Linked DNA regions of Capsicum annuum: region 1 is linked to region 2. A link is a contact called in public Hi-C data. All regions are on one chromosome and are shown on one strand. Each heading gives the region's core, a stretch centred on a gene start, on an enhancer-like site or on the middle of the called end of the contact. The rest is flanking DNA. Distances are from core to core; before and after follow the strand shown. Region 1 has its middle 180 kb from the start of LOC107848712. Region 2 holds the start of LOC107848712.

Evidence for each region. A called contact is a pair of places that touch in the nucleus more often than the background predicts.
Region 1: a contact with region 2 is called in a Hi-C map of leaf, with 1.6 times the contacts expected there. The contact joins the enhancer-like site here to the promoter of LOC107848712 in region 2. A contact is called at or near these places in 2 of 5 Hi-C or Micro-C datasets (leaf and placenta).

Annotation. Positions count from the first base shown.
Region 1 is chr11:188,722,117-188,724,949 of UCD10Xv1.1, forward strand. No RefSeq gene overlaps it. Among protein-coding and RNA genes, the nearest start is that of LOC107848712, 180 kb to the left of the region's middle. Within about 2 kb of position 1,420, at least 1 of the 5 cell types and tissues checked has an H3K27ac peak or open chromatin away from gene starts, as enhancers often do. A contact at or near this core is called in leaf, where this site is marked.
Region 2 is chr11:188,540,614-188,543,470 of UCD10Xv1.1, forward strand. LOC107848712 reads left to right here and starts at 1,556. Exons shown (of 3, transcript XM_016693480.2): 1 at 1,556-2,555. The coding sequence starts at 1,746.

The DNA of each region.
Region 1 (2,833 bases), core at 170-2,669, 180 kb after region 2:
ATACAAAAAAAGTTAGAATATGTTTTTGCATAACAAAATTACTATCTATCCAGTGACAAGTAATAGTTAAATATTCATTTTTATTAACAACACGATTAAGATCAGAAGTTAGAGCCATTCTACATTGAATATTTTTTAATAATGTAATAAATAAAAAAATATTGTGAATGAAGTCTAAAAATATCGGTCCGACAAGTATTTTTAGGAATACCATTAAACATAGGATTATAAATTGCTTGAATATAATGAATAAAAGCATCCGAAAAAAGAAAATTGAAAGGCAAACAACCCACAACTATCATTTTTACTATTTCTTTCTGATCCCTTAATTTATTATACTTCTTAATTATCTGACCGATTGCTGGGTCCATTCTAGTTTGTGTTGGCCCACCAACATCCTCACCACCTCATGCAATAAATAACTCTCTTTCGTGATTATCATTTATATGTCTCATTAACGTACCTGTATCCCCTTGATTGCCTCCTCTTTTATGCTCATATACTTATTGTCAAAGATTGCATTGCACCTTAGTTTTTCCTTCTATACATGTAAAAAATTATCATGCAATACTAGTTGTTCTACGAGCTTTTGGGGCACGGGGAGGACAGGGAGGGAGATTAACCGATTCAAATCTAACATTAGCATTTCCTACTACGGGTGTCTCACTAATATTTTCATCATCTTCTTCTAAATTAACCGCATCTAGTTCATTTTCTTCTTCTATACCGTAATTTTCCTAAACTTCTGCATAATCCATATCGTGAGCACCTGCACCTACTTCTTTCTCAAAAGGTTGACTAAGCGATACCGGAGCCGGAGGCACACAAGTATATCTACTACTTGAGCTTCCTCTACCGCCAGTAATTCGTTTTTTACTATTACTACCACTTTCAGGACAAAAAATTTTGACACTTTTACTGAGGTTTCTTAATTTATCTATAATATAAATCAAACTAAGAAAAATTCAAAATATACAAAAATAATAAAATTAAATATTCAAAAATTAATATACTAATTAAAAATTAAAAGTAAGAAATAGAATGACAATACCAAATTTTGAAAGTATCCAAAAGTTACGACTTTAGAAACTTCTACTCGTACTTTGTAATCGCAAAATTAAAAAATAAAATTAAGTACTTTAGGAGATATATAGAATATTTGAGAGAGGATGAGATTTGAGAGAATGAAAATTGTGTGGAAAATGATTTGAAAGTGTAGGGTATTTTTAGAAATTTTTTTGGGTTTTAAAAAGTATTTTTAATTAATCTTTTTTAAAGGGTCAAAATAACCGTTTTAGGGTCCAAACGGACATATAGCCGTTTGGCCCAATGGTCGAAATCCGATTATTTTCTTTTTAAAAAAAGTGAACCGAACCAGGTTAGTTAATCGATGGGTCTAAACCGAGTTCAGTCCGAACTGAATTAATCGGATCCAAAAAAAATTTAGCCCAGCTCGGGATCTACAGCCTTAGGACTGATTGGGCTAGACTTTTTATGTGGGCTGGGTCGGGTCGAGTCAAATCGGCCTGTTTGGCACCTTTAGATACAATAGGTGTTAGTAACGATTGACCAAGTTTATGTTGTTAGTAACGATTTTCAGTATTCACAAATCAGAAATTGTTGAAATCCGCATCTCATTCCAGATTAAATCACAATAGTCAGAAAGTTGTACTTATCTACACTGAATATTTATACAAAATCAATCTACGCTAACATGGTAAAAGGATTTAATAAAATAAAAATACATTCACTATGGCTGGGAGATGATTATGAATGTTTAAAATCAGTAATGCATTCATCAGTTTGATATAATTAAATACCTATCATGAATAAATTTATATCCTCATAAAAATATTAAAAATATATATTAGATAGAAAAAGGATCCTCTGCGGTACGGCTGTGTTTGTAGCGAGAAAAATGTTTTTCATAGAAAAGACAATTATAACTTTTTAAATTGTTAATATTTTAGATAATACAAGTGTTTGATATGTTAAAAAGGTCTTATCCCAAAAAATAGTCTCAAATATATCTGTATTTTTGAAAAACTTAGTTTTAACACCTTTTGAATTTTACGGGAATCCTATGATCTCCCTGAACTATTTATTAATGTATTTTAGTGATATTTATAAGTTTTTCTAAGTCGGAGGTCTATCGGAAATAGCCTCTCTACCTCATCTGAGGTAGTGGTATGGTCTGCGTATACTCTATCCTCCCCAGACCCCACTATGTAGGAATACACTGAATATGTTGTTGTTGTTATTGTTGTAGTGACATTTATAAGTTTAATAAAAAAATGCTATTTTTATAAAAAGAATTTAGCGCAAATAAATGTCAATAAAATATGCTAATAAATAATATAGGGAGCCATAGGATTCCCGCAAAGTTCTAAAGGTTATAGGACTCCCGCAAAGTTCAGACGTGTTATAATAAATTTTATCAAATTTTAAGCATATTTGAAAGCATTTTCTCAAAAAAAAAATACATGATATCTAGTAAAAAACTATGAGGATAGAATGTGCCGTAAAAAAAATAAAAATACATGATATCTAGTAAAAAACTATGAGGATAGAATGTGCCGTAAAGTGGGAGTTTGAAGATGGCGGGTTGGGGGTGGGATGGTTAAGGAGTGAAGATTGGAGAATGGGGAGGAGATAATGAGCTTGAAAGATCACCTATTAAAATTTGGTTACATTACTTCCTCTAGAAAAGTTATTTTTTTTATTTATAAAAAACTTTATAAGAAAATCAAAATACTTTTCAAAATAATATTTTCCTCCGTGCCAAATGCATCTCCATTAATGTATAATGCAATTTTGGTTTCATGGTACGTGT
Region 2 (2,857 bases), core at 306-2,805:
GAGGGAAAATGGAGAGGAGTCGGATCCGACATAATGATATATTCATCACATAACTCACAGAGAGAAATATTGGAATAAACTCTAAATAAAATCCACAAAATGGGATGAAAGAGAAACTCTATCAACTTTTGAATTTTTGTGATTCTATTTAGTTGTATCAAATTGCAAGATATTGTCATTTTGATCTATTATTATTATTTTTGTTTCTTTATGATTAGATATATTAACTTATTACTCATATTATGGTAAATTATTCAATTAACTTATTGATATTGACAAATCAATTAAAAAGGAATAAAATGTGGATAAAGGAACACAAAAAAGTATGTCAATAAGCGAAAGAATTTTTTAATCATAAATATAATAATTTGTTTACCAGTTGATTTTTTTATTTACCTTTTGTTTCTTAAAGTTTTTTGTTGATTAATTGAATGATTTTTCTTGATAGGATGAAATAGTTTACTATATGAGTGTTTAGTGTGAATTTTTTTTTGAAAATTTTTTTAAAGAATAAATTGTTACTTACTGATCTTTTTGTGTTCTATATGCAAGCAAAAAATATTTTTCTTAAAGCATTTGAATATATAAACAAAATAATAAGCATGAATAGTTATAGAGTGTTTAATATTATGGTTGGAGGAGGGCGAGGGGGGCAGGGGATCAAGGTGGGTCGATTGGGTGGGGGTGGGCCAGGTGAGGGGTGTAGGGGGTACAGGGTAGGTGGGGTAGTGGGGGTGGCTAGATAGGGTAAAATTATTTTTCTTCAAAAAAAAAATAGGGATGTGGGGGGTGGTGGTGGTAGGAGATGCCGTAGAAAATAATATTTATTTTTTTATTAACGAGCAATCTTATAAATTGTATGTGCATAACTTTTCAATCGAAGGTAGTAAAAGTTAAAATTTGGAATAAAAAATTTTGAAATTTGATACAATCGAGTTTTTTTTAGTGCAATTAATTATTGATTTTGATTTGTTAGATTAAAAAATTTAAGTTTGAAACAAAAGATAAAAAATGTAATCACATATTGGTCAAAAGTATAAATATAAAAGTCCAACTACAAAACAAAAAATTATTTAATATTTTATACCTATTATTTTTGAAAACCAGCAACAAAATATGATAAAACTATTAATTTCATTCTTTTTCATATCAAAATATCTAAAATAGCCGGGACTACGGTTATATATTAACAATTAATTATAATTTCACTATTAAAAATTATAGTTAATATTTCATAATCAATTTTAAAATATGTAATGATACAATAATTATTTTAAAAAAAATTAATTTAATTATTTCAAATGAATAAGAATATTTTAACGATACTTTTATAAAGAAATATTCCACGCATCGCGAGGATACTTATACTAGAATTATTATATAGATATAGATTATAGATAAATATTATTGGACATTTATTTTTAGTATTGTGCACAAGTGTTGTAGGACAGGGCGAGAAATTTAACTTTTAATTTTATTGCATTCCACTAATTGATTTGCTTAACAGAAGAATCGTATAAATAATATGCCTATGCAGAGATGTGTCACAACGGAGCTCACACGGAATTAGGATCTTCATTCTATTTTTTAGGTCTATAGACTATAATAGACAAAACTAAAAGTTGGATTTATTGTTGAAGATTGCAACATGATTCTGTAACTAAGTTACCTGAAAATAAAATAGTAAGATACCAAAGTTTGGTTAACTTCATTATGTAGTTGTCTTCCACCCAATCTCTCTTAACATGTCTACATTTGAATCACCTATTGTGATTTGGTTTTGCAAAACAGTGCTAATTTGTGGGGTAGTCCTATACGTGGCCACCATTGTCTTTCTCAATGTATGTCCATCTTCCGATCTTATCTCTTCTTCAAAATTCACAGTCTCTCTTCCTGATAATTCTCAATCAAATGCATCATCAACTGTTACACAAATCAGTATTAGTGACACTAACATTAGTCACCTTGTTTTTGGACTTTTGGGATCAGAAGAAGCATGGCACCATAGAAAACCTTATATTGAATCTTGGTGGAGACCAAATGTTACAATAGGACTTCTTTTACTAGATGTTCCTCCTCAAGGCGAAGATCTTCTCCCATGGTCCTTAAATTCACCGCCTTATAGATTATCAGATGATGTCCCGAAACTTGTTAATGAAACTAATCATGTTGATCCACGAGTTTTAAGAATGGTTCATGGTATTATGGAGGTTGTTAGAGAGGCACATGAAGGGGTAAGATGGGTAATTATGGGGGACGATGATTCAATATTTTTCGTGGATAATATGGTTGATATTCTTGGGCAATATGATCATACGAAATACTATTACTTTGGAGGACACTCGGAATTTATAATTGCGAATTCTTTTTTCTCATTTCATCAAGCTTTTGGTGGTGCTGGAATCATACTGAGTTATCCATTGGCTAAAGCATTTGCGGAAAATGTGATGTCTTGCTTAAAGAGATATGCTCACTACAAATCTGCTGATAAAACTACAATGAGTTGCACAGCTGATATTGGAGTCAATCTTTCTCCTCTTCAGGGTATGCATCAGGTATAAGTTTTCTCTCAAACATCATCGGAGAGTGATTTCTCTCCTTCCTCTAGATCCTCAAAAGTCGAACAAAAATGTCAAAATTAAGACTTGTCTACTCAATAGATAAAAATAGATCTATACTTTTCTGAATTTTAGAGATTTTCCTTTATTAAAATTTCCGTTGTAGCAATGTCAAAGGACACCAATTGATTGAAGGTGTCTCCGCCATTTTAAAGGTCAGAGAAATGAAAACTACCCATTAAGTTATACACATCTTTTAATTACTAGCATACATTGAGTGTGAAAAAAATGTTTTATCA